Linked DNA regions of Sus scrofa: region 2 is linked to region 1. A link is a contact called in public promoter capture Hi-C data. All regions are on one chromosome and are shown on one strand. The core of a region is the stretch at or near the end of the contact, and the rest is flanking DNA. Distances in the headings are between cores, read along the strand shown. Region 1 holds the start of PHF7 (PHD finger protein 7). Region 2 holds the start of SFMBT1 (scm-like with four MBT domains protein 1).

Evidence for each region. Promoter capture Hi-C pulls out the DNA fragments that hold promoters and counts their contacts.
Region 2: a contact with region 1 is called in a promoter capture Hi-C map of fetal liver, with 2.5 times the contacts expected there. The contact joins the promoter of SFMBT1 here to the promoter of PHF7 in region 1. A contact is called at or near these places in 2 of 5 promoter capture datasets (fetal liver and liver).

Annotation. Positions count from the first base shown.
Region 1 is chr13:34,552,078-34,557,622 of Sscrofa11.1, forward strand. It overlaps PHF7 (PHD finger protein 7), which reads left to right and starts at 1,741. Exons shown (of 11, transcript XM_001928213.4): 1 at 1,741-2,393; 2 at 3,560-3,671; 3 at 4,383-4,435; 4 at 5,302-5,393. The coding sequence starts at 3,628. BAP1 (ubiquitin carboxyl-terminal hydrolase BAP1) reads right to left here and starts at 1,461. Exons shown (of 16, transcript XM_005669632.3): 1 at 1,248-1,461; 2 at 1,120-1,149; 3 at 956-1,010. The coding sequence starts at 964.
Region 2 is chr13:35,177,535-35,182,900 of Sscrofa11.1, forward strand. It overlaps SFMBT1 (scm-like with four MBT domains protein 1), which reads right to left and starts at 3,540. Exons shown (of 22, transcript XM_021068955.1): 1 at 3,026-3,540.

The sequences.
Region 1 (5,545 bases), core at 491-2,990:
CCAGTCAAATGGTGGAAGGCAATCTGTACCCCCTTTCCTCTTCCCTATTCCTCTGCACCACATTACTACTCAGGTGCCTGTCTTGTGATCCCATCTCTCCCTTGGCTTCTTCCCAGCAATGCCCAAAGTGGCCCTGAGCCCTCACTCCCCAGAAGCCCACTGGAGGCAGTCAAGTATCAGCTTCTGGCTGTGGTGCTCCAGGAGTCCATCCAGTATCCTTATAAAGTATACAGTTCTGGGATAAGAAAAGAAAAACTGGAACCAATGGCCCAGGACCAGGTGGCAACAGATGGTAAGGCTAGAACAAAAAAATGTGATGAGGAATTTAAACACTGATTCACACTTGTGAAGCCCAGGGCCCAAGTCCCAGTGCTGTCAGGGAAGTAAATGAAAACCCGTATCAGTCCCTTCTTTCCTGCGAAATAAAAGCAGACTTCTCCGTTTAGTCACTGTAGCTGTTCCTCCACACCTCTATTCTACAGGACCACCAAGACAAGACCCTGAAGATGGTCACCCAGAAAGATGCCTTGTCAGATGTCACACACCAGCCAATCTAGACGAGACCCCTATGTGGAGATTAAAACCACTGGCACACGAGCACATTAAAGCAGTAATAAATTACAGCTGCACAAAAAGGCAACATATGACCTAGGTCAAGTGAGTGGGGTTTCTGGCAGGAAAGTCAAAAGAGCAACTAAATTTATTCCAAAAGACGTTAGGAATTGAACTGGGGGAAAGAGGCTACCATCCAAAGGGAAGTACTGAGGGAAAACTGGGGGAAACAAAAATACAGTACTGGCTTCATCAGGAGGACACCCAAAGAGGAGGGATGCTTCCTTATATGAGATTTTACAAACTGGGGCTACTGGTACTCCCTTCCTTGAGGCGCACTCTCTCCCGGGCCCCTCCCTAGCCCTTGGGGTGTAAGGGGCGGCCCTGGCGCCAAGCCACTCACCCCTGGCATTTGCTCTGAAGGTCATAGATCTCCTCCACCTGCACCCCTTTGACACCTGCGATCAGGGAAGAAAATAAGTGGGGAAGGGCAGCCCCTGGCTATGGAGCAAGGGCGCAGGAGTGGGCCCCCACAGCCCAGAACTGGCGGGTAGGAGAGGCTCTTACCAAAATCTTCCACCAGGAGGGTGAAGAGGCCTGGGTGGAGCGACAAGAAGAGCGGGTGGTAGTCAGAAAGGCGCATCCCGGACCCACCCGGCCTCCCCAGCTCCCGGCCTGCCCAGTCCCCTCCTCACCAGGGTCGCTCTCCAGCTCCAGCCAGCCCTTATTCATCTTCCCGCGGGGCGGCCCCTCAGCGCCATGTCCAGGCCCCCCGACCCACTGCCGCCCCCGCCGGGAGCCCCCCGCCGCCCCCGGGGCTCCTAGCCCCCCACACAGACAACGGGCCCTGCCGCGTCACCCGCCCGCGCCGGCGGCATACGTCACCACGGCGCGACGGTCTCCACCCCGCTTCTGAGCTCGTCTTCCGCGATTTCGACTCCAGACGCCGGCGCTTGCGCGGGAGGGTGGGGCAAGAGGAAGGGGAGGAGCGAGGGCGGTGTTGAGTACCAGAGGCGCGCGAGGAAAAGGCGGGGCGAGATGGGGCGGGGCCGAGCGGAGGGGGCGGAGTGGGTACGCCGGTGGCGCGAGAAGCAGGGGCGGGGAGGGGCGGGCGCGCGGCCGTTAGCTCGCGGCCGTTAGCGATCCTTCCTTGCCAACGGTCAGTGCAGCGGTGGTCCCCGTGAACGCAGTTTCCCTGGGTTACAGTCCGCGTGACCCGGCTCTCGTTTGCGCGCTCGCCCCCTTCGCCGGCGCAGTCACCGCGCGGGGCGGCCGCCCGTGAGGTAGCAACCACGGCTTGTGACAACGAATAAAGCTCCAGGACAGCGGCTCCCTCGGCGACAGCTGGGCGAGCGGCCCCGGCCGGTAGCTGCAGGCGGTGTGCTACCGTGAGGAGCAAGCGGCGGAGGCGACCTCCGGCCCGGCCCCGTACCAGCCGCCCGGCAGGCGCGACATGAGCCTGGTCCGGCATCTATGGGATGCTCCTTGAGCCCCTTCTCCGGCTGTTACCTCCGGGGGCCGCTTGTGGCCACACCGATACGTATTTTCCAAATAAACCATTGTTTATTCTTGCGGCGGCGGGGCCGAACACGCTTATTTATTTTTAATTTTTTCAACAAGCTTTTACCCAGCACTTAGCCAGTGAAACAATTTGGTCACCGTTTCAAGGGAGCATCCGCTCGGTAGCAAACCTCGGACTGAGCAGCTTGTGGAAGCCAGCATCTGCAACGTCTCTCATCACACGCTTTGAAGATTGTTGCGTCTTCCTGTAACTACCAGTGTGCTCAGAATCCCATTCAAGGAACGTCTTGTCCAGCGATGCAAAGAACTGAAGTTTCAAGGTTTTATTTCTATTGCTAGATGTGCGGGACTCCCCCACTTACTGGGACTTGCACAATAGCCAAGTGGATCCCCTAGTGCACACCCTTCTTTCTCCTCTTCCAGTCTGTCTAAGGGCTTTTGTTGAGTAAGAAGCCATCAAATATCATTTACCAATGCAAGTGGCACTCGTGGATTAGAAGAGGAGATGGAGCCTTAGTTTTCTGAACAGCTAGTTGCCTGAGGAGTAACTAGTTTGTGCAGAATAGTGGTCCCTAAAGATGTTCATGTTCTCCAGCTGTGCTCTGAGGACATGGATGCGGAGTGTGTGTTCCTGGAGTGACCTGATTCACTCAGCTCTCTTAAGAAATGCTGTCCTTCTCTCCTTTGAGTAGACACAGTCCTTCCTTCGTAGGAGTGGATTTTATTTCTTTTATCCCGCTTGCCATTCAGGGATTTCCACCTTAACCAATACAAACTGTGAATTTGAAGTGAATTTGTAATCAGCTGACATTGGTGGGAGGAGGAGTGGCAGGGTGTCTTCTCCACTATGGGGCCTTTTACCCTTGGCTCAGATCTAGAGGAAGGTTGAAAACAGGCCAAACCTCAGTGACCATTTAAGCCTGGTGAAAAGTGGTAGGAGCCAAGGGATAACTTGTCATTGTTGTCTCTCACTAGAGGGAGTTCTTGCATTGGGTAACCAAAATCCCAGAGGCTCCTTTTCCTAGGAAAGTGCTATCTAATCTAACTTTTTCTGGGCAGAATTAAGGCACCCATACCTGGGGGAAAAAGGAGCTGTTTTTCCTGAGTGCTACCTCAGGCATTTACTAGGCACACACAGCCATTTAGCCAGTTCAAGCAATAATTCCAAGTTCTCATTTGGCTCTGCGATAGCAGTAACTGATCTTGAGCAAGTGCCTCTCTGTGACCTCTCTGTGCCTCAGTCTCCTCATCAGGAAAATGGGGATAAAATGGTACCTATTGCAAGGGATTTTTGTGAGTTAAATGTAAAATGCCCAGAACAGTTCTTGGCAAGATTTAATAATTACCGGCTCTTTATAGCATTGATACTGGATGGGTCCCTTTTATTCCATCACATGGATGGGAAGGTGAAGTGCACTGTTGCTTTGACCCTGTGGAACTTGATAACCAAATATAGGTTTAATTGCTGACTTGTTTATATTTATAGCTGGAAGATCCTGTATTGTCCTCATTATAGTGTAGAAGATTCAAGATAGGAGAGAGAGGCAGTAGCGAATGAAGACTATAAAAGAAAAGAAGAAGAAACGTCAAAGATTGAGGTAGAGTAGGCACCATAAGGGAGTTTGGGAACAATTGTCCAGTGGCCTGTAGTATATGCTTCCCTTTCTGTCCACTTTGCATGGTCATGGAGGCTAGGGTTGGTTAGTGCAGAAGCACACACCAGTCGTCTCCTATACGCTATCCAATAACCTCTCCTCCCAGGGCTGTCCCTACTGCCTAGATTCATATCCTGGCTCTAGCACTTGCTAACTAGGGGACAGGTCACTTCATTTCTTTAGGCCTCATCTGGAAAATATGCAATAATAGCACCTACTTTTTAGAGCATTCTGTAGATCCATTGGATTAACGCTTATAAAGAACGAAGAATATTGCTTAGAAAGAGGAGACTCTTAGTAGATTTTAGTATCATTTTATAATGTTTTGTGAACTTGGTACCACCTGGGATTCAAGGTAACTAAAAGTATTAATAGTAAGAGGATAAAAGGGGGTTTGCTCGTGCATTCATTCAACATAGGCAGCACAAGTACTTGAAGAGAAAGATGGCTATAATCTCACATAATTCAGTGTAAGTTGAAGGATATGTTTTGTGCTTTTAAAAAATATGAAAGAGAAAAAGAAAACTGATGCCTTAGCCTTTAGCTATTTTGGTCCTTCATCAGACCCATCAGTGGCATTTTGAGGGAAATGTTACAAGAAGTGTCAACAGAATCCTTAAAGACTACCTTGTACTTATTCCATCTCTTGTATAGAAAATCTGCCAAGACAAGGAGGGTAACCCAGAGGAAGCCTTCTTCAGGGCCTGGTAAGAAAGACTGGATATTCTGTTCAACTGCTGCTTCCTGACCTTAGCAAAGGCCACCTCTGTAGGGCAGTAAACTTGATCCTCTCACTGTCAGTTCCTTCCCAGAATCTAGGATCCTGGAAAACTCAAGGTCTGTAATTTCTTTTTTTGGCCACACCCACGGCATATGGAAGTTCCTGGGCCAGGGACTGAATCTGAGCTACAGCTTTGACCTATGCCCCTGCTTGGCAATGCCGGATCCTTAATCCGCTGCACTGGGCCAGGGATCAAACCTGCACCTCAGTAGTGACCTGCACTGCAATGGAGACAATGCTGGATCCTTAACCCACTGCCACAGTGGGATCTCCTGTAATTTTTAAATGTCATGTCCAAAGTTCAAGAAACAAGTTAATGAAAGCCACCTGAGATAGAAGTATATGAAGTGAACAGGTGCAGCTAACTCCTTTAGATATGGCTAAAATTATATAAAAGCCTAACTGATGTCAAATAACACTTCATCCCAACCTCCTCCTTGTCATAATGACTTTTCTCAGTACTCTACTCCTCCTTGTAAGTAGAGTAATAGTTACAATCCCAAATGCATTTTTTAAAAGTCTTTTTAGGGCTGCACCCGAGGCATATGGAGGTTCCCAGGCTAGGGATCAAATCGGAGCTGCAGCTGTGCCACCCTGTGCCACAGCACAACACCACAAGAACCGAGCCACATCTGTCACCTACACTGCAGCTCACCGCAATGCCGGATCCTTAACCCACTGAATGAGGCCAGGGATCTAACCCACATCCTCATGGATACAAGTTGGGTTCATTTATCACTAAGCCAGGACAGGAACTCCCCACAAATGAATAATTAACATTCTCTCTTCCAGTTTGCCGGCTATGCCTTCGAGAACCTGGGGATCCTGAAAAATTAGGGGAATTTCTTCAGAAAGACAATCTCAGTGTGCATTATTTCTGTCTTGTGAGTATATGGTCCCCTTTGCTTTGAATGTCCTATAGCTTTGCTGTACAGTCTGTATACTCTGTTTTTGCATTCAGCCTCAGATCCATTGCCCCATTTGCTTGTTTTTCTTAATAGCTTTTTTCATTAAAAATCTAACTGTTGGAGTTCCC
Region 2 (5,366 bases), core at 2,290-4,789, 630 kb after region 1:
CAGACATGGCTCCAAACCCGCGTTGCTATGGCTCTGACATATGCTGGCAGCTACAGCTCTGATTAGACCCCTAGCCTGGGAACTAATCATTCCTCCCATATGCCGAGGAAGCGGCCCAAGAAATGGCAAAAAAACAAAAAAACAAAAAAACAACAACAACAAAAAAAATGTTATTAAAGCATTATGCCCACATTTTTTACTTCACTGAATTTTTTAAATATCAATTTTCATTTAATTTTCTCAGCAACTTCTAAGCTTTAAGGAACTGATTCATCTACTGACACCCTAAATTTGATTTGTTGGGAAAGTTCATGATTCATCCTTCAAACCTACTGTCTGCTAATATACCTGTATTCAAAAAAATGGGAAATAACAAATTAATACCAGGCCCATGTCCACCACCATGCCAACAACCACACATCCAAACCTGCAAAGCACTGCCTCAACTAAAAAGTCATCTTCTGACTAAAAATTCCCAGGTCAGAATTTTTAGTTATTCTAGATAGTAAAAAACCATAAGAACTGTTAGACCTTAGTAAATCAATCAATATATATCCATATATAAATATATGTATCTCAAAAAATACTTAAATACATTTGAACTATCTTTCCAAATAGTAAATTACATAAAAATCACTCTAGAGTTTCCAAAATATTTTTTCAAATGTATTTTAATAAAGATGCACATTGTGAGCACTTTTATGCAGAATCTTTCAAAGTATAGACCAAGATTTTTTAAATTTTAACTTTAAACAGTCACCAAATTTTAGAACTGAAAGCATGCAGAATGATGACCTATTCATCCTCCAATTGTGCAATAAGAAAAATCAAATCTATAAAGGGGAAGAAACATACTCCATACCTGAGATAAGGCAGCTAGTCAATGACAACAGTAGTTACAGAACTGTTTCCTGATCTTGGGCCACTCCCGTTTCCACCAGGCCGTTAGTTCTCTGACATTATAAACAAATCTCAACTCTGAAATCTACCTGTGGCCTAGAAAGATTCAACATACCCCTCAAAAAACCAGGCCAAAAGGCCCCAAAACGTACACAAGAAGACACTCATTTTCTGCTCTTCTCAAGACAGTAGACCAATGAACAACTACATTTTCAGGCATTTTACTTGCAAGGCAATAAAGTGTGACATCTTAAAAATGTGGTTCCAGAGGAGAAAGTACAAGCAGGGATTGATAAAATTCATCTTATTTCCCTTCAAATCTCTTTGATGTTTCTTGGCTCTCAAGACTATATTACTTCTAAGTAGGACTCAGGAAACCTCGCTCGCTGCGGTCCACCCGCATGGCTTTGAGTAACCCGCTGGGAAAAACCCCCACTAAATTAAAAAACCTGTCCCTGATAAGGGTGTGCTACACCACTCCCAACGCATAAGAAGACGGTGCAGGTGACCTGTGCTTTACGGCTCAGTTTCAGACCCCAGGGAGCAGCTGACATCTTGTGAAAAACTTAACATTGCATCCTTTCCGCGGGAATTTATCTCTGTTCTCACAAGGCGTTTCTACTTCCCACAAAGCAGGCCTGGCTTTTCAGAACACTCTGCTCGCCTCTCTACAGCTTCCTTCAAGGTCCAAAACCAGACTTTAAGGACAGAAATCGAAACGGTCACGGACCTCCGGAGCGGCAGGTCCAGCTGGGGCCGGGGGCGGGTTCCTGGCGAGCCCACGGCCAGCTCGCGCCGCGCAGGGGAGGCCCGGCGCACTCCACCACGCTGGCCGAAGCAACCGGTTGCGGCGGCCGCTAGACGCTTCACCTCTGCGCCGTGGCCGCCTTGGCCCTGTGAAGTTCGGACCGCTGCGCGGGCGGCGCGCCCCCGAGTCCTGCTGCGGGTTCGCGTCCCGGCCCCGGAGCGAGCCCGGGGGGCGGGTCCGCGGGGGCTCGGCGGGCGGGAGCGTGGGACGCGCGGGGAGGGGCGCGCGGCGGGCCCAGCGCGCCAGGGAACTTGGGCGCCCCCGGTGCGGCCGACTGGCCACTTTCCTTTCACGCCCGGGGGCTGCCGTGCGCCCTGCTGCCGGCTTGAGACGGCCGGCCGCGTCTCGCTACCGCGGCGAGGCGCCCAGGCGCGCTCCTGCCTCCCGGCCGGCCAGCGCGCGGGGCCTCGGGGGCGCGCCAGGCCGCGCGCGGGCGTCGCGCTCCCCCCGCCCCGCCCCCGCCCCCAACGTGCCGCCGCCGCCCGTTGGCGCCTCAGCCCGCGCGCCCGCCGGCCGCCGGCTCCCGGCGGATTTTCGTTGGCAAAGTTGCGCGGCCGCCTAGAAGGGGCCAGCAGGCAGTCCCCAGTCCCCGCGCCGCCGCCGCCCCTTCAGGCCGCCGCGCGGGAAGGCCCAGCCGGCAGCCCCGCTTTTTTACCTGCCGGGAGTTTTCGCGCGCTCGCTCTCTCAATAGCTCGCTTTTCCCCTCTCGCGCTCGTTTTCTTTCTTTCTTTCCTTCTTTTCGTTCGCCCGCGCGGACGCTTTTTCCGTTCGCGCCGCCTGCGCTCGCCCGCTCGCGCCCTCCTTCCTGCTGGGCTCCGCGGAGCGGGGCGGCAGGCAGCTCTCCCCGCCCCCCTCCACCCGCGCTCCGGCGGAGGCGGCGGCCGCGGCGCTCCGCACTCCGACTCATTCCAATATGGCACGGGCGCAGGGCGCATGCGCCCGCGCCCCCCCCACCATCCGCGCTCCTCCCGGCAGCCGGCGCCCCTCGCGCCGCGCGTGTGGCGCCCCCCGGCCCGGCCTCTCCAAGCCCTCCCGCGCGTCTGCCCGCCCCGCGGGACCTGTGCCGGAGGCGAGGCGACTGCAGACTTAAGTCCTGGGGGTCCAGAGCCACCCGCCGCCGCCGCCCGGCATGCTCCAGCCCACAACTTGCCCTGGACACCCCCTGGGCCGTGGCACAGGGCACGCGGTGGCGCCTCCCGCCCCCGACGGCGCTACAGCCCGGCGCGTTGGGGCCCCGACGGAGAAACGCGCCTCCCAGGACCCAGCGCCCACGCTGCCCCTGCTCGGACCCACGAGGGAAGGGCCCCCTCACCTCACCTCGGGTTGGATGGAACCCCGGGAACCAGGTGGCGTCCCGATGTCGGTTTTGGCGTTCGGGCCGGGGCGAAGCGCGATGCTGTCGTCCGCACGTGACAGCCTCTGGCAAGATGGCATTAGCGCAGGAACGCACCGAGCGGCGGCCTGAGCCCAGTTAGGCGCGTGTCGCCGCGGGAGAAGGCTGCGTCCGCCCGCCTGGCCCACGTCCGGGATCTGGCGCACCCTTGAGACCTGGGAGGGCACCTAACTGCCCCCTGACTGCGAAGTCAGACCGGAGCCCCGCGGCGCACCCGGTATTTCTAGGCTTCCGCAGGAGGCGCCCTGTAAATCCGAGTTTTCCTGCCGCTCGGGGCCCTGGCGAGGTGGCAAGAGACGGCTGTCTAAATCGGGCGGGAGAGCAGGGCCCCGGGGTCGAGACAGTAGCTCCTTAGTGACTATGAACCGGCCCCGCAACCCGAGGTGCCCACTTGCGGTTTACTTCTCCGAGCTCGTTCGCCCCTTACCCACCGAACACAGGTGCTGGTGGGACACTCGCCCGTCCCCACCTGCTCTGGAAGAGAGAAGGAAGTGCCCGAGCCTCGGAGACCTGGGAGTGCTCGGACTCCCGGTCCTGAGAGGAGGGCTCCGATGGGCGCTGATCACTGCTGCCTTTCAAGGTGGAGGAGTCATCCCCACCGCAAGGAATTCAGGGGTGCCAAATGCGGTTCAAGTCTGCGCTGGGAAATAATACCCCACTTTACAGAGTTGCTCACAGGCACGCTGCTGGCTGGATATTTTAACTGCCCCTGAAAAGACAATATGACAGCCAGGGAGGAAGAAAAATGCAAAAAGAGTAAAGTAGTATCCATAATACATGAAACTTTTCACACATTAAACCTTCCACCCACCTACACGTCTTTACATAGTAGCAACCACACATTGTCTTTTGTGTTTGCTACCATCACTAACATTTTTCTTTTGTTCACATGATGCATTTTTAATGTGTGCAGATATCTTCATCCATTCAGTCAGTCTCCTACCATTGCCTATTTTGGTTCCTTACAATTGTTTACTAACACATCCCTTAGTTCTGCCTTTGGGATAGATTCCTGGCAGTTAAATACCCAGATGAAAGGCTAAGCAAGGAAGGGCGAGGTGGGCTTGCCCCACAGTGCCAGAGGACTTACCAAAGAGCTGCTGCCCTACTCATTCTCCACCTCCCAGGAACAAGTGTAAAGAGTTTAATACACATTTCTAAGCCTTGGGTACCATCTTTTTTCTCCCCTATTTTAGCAGTGTCTGTTGGTAGTTCAAGGTTACTTCAGTATTTCTCAGTAAATGTTTATCCCTGCATTTACTATCTGTATTTCCCTTCTATAAATGATCTGTTCATGTCTATTCATCTTTTGGGGACTTGAACCTCTTCTAACTTCGAATAAGCATTTTTTTATGTTATATTGTTCCTATGTTGTCAGTGATCCAAAGTGACAGTCCATTGTTCTTTTTTTGTTTTATTCAATCTGTCATGCTAGTCTCTTGTGATTTTTTTAATTGCTCCAATGCTGATGAAGCGAGCTTTCTTCCACCCATCTGATAGTGTATTTTTCCACTGATTTTCTACAATTTTATTTATTTACTTAGTCTTTTTTGACCACTCCTGGCATTTGGAGTTCCAGGGCCAAGGATCAGATCCAAGCCCCAGTTGCAACCTAAGCCACAGCTGCAGCAACACTGGATCCTTAACCCACTGTGCCAGCCCTGGGATTGAACCTGTGTCCTAGGGCTCCCAAGATGCCACCAATCCCATTGCACTACAGCAGAAACTCTTGCACAATTTAATTTTATATTTAATTATTTGGCAATTATCCATGATAAGTTTATTTTGCCATGTGGTATCAAATATGGATTTAACTAACTACCGCCATCACCAATTTTTTTTTTTTTTTTGCTTATGGAGTCGCCATTTATTAAATAATTCTTTCCTTATCCTTTGCTTATTAAAATCTTTTATGCTAGACTTTTGATTTTGGTTGGTCTATTTCTGAATTTTCCATTTCCTTTCACAGATTTTGGTTTGAACAAATACCATGTGGATCTAAATATTAGTTCTTTAAAATAGGTTCTCACATCTGGTAGGTCTAGATATTCCCCTAATGGATTTTTATTTTATTCAGAATATCACTTGATATTCAGACCAGTTTAAGTCCATATACATTCTAGGATAATCGTACAGGCATTAAGAATGCTGGAGATGGGATCATCCAGATTCAGTACTCACCAGCCCAATAACCTTGGAAATGCGTATCCCTTCTAGGCCTTAGGGTCTTTGTCTATAAAATGGGGATTAGAGTAACACTTGCCT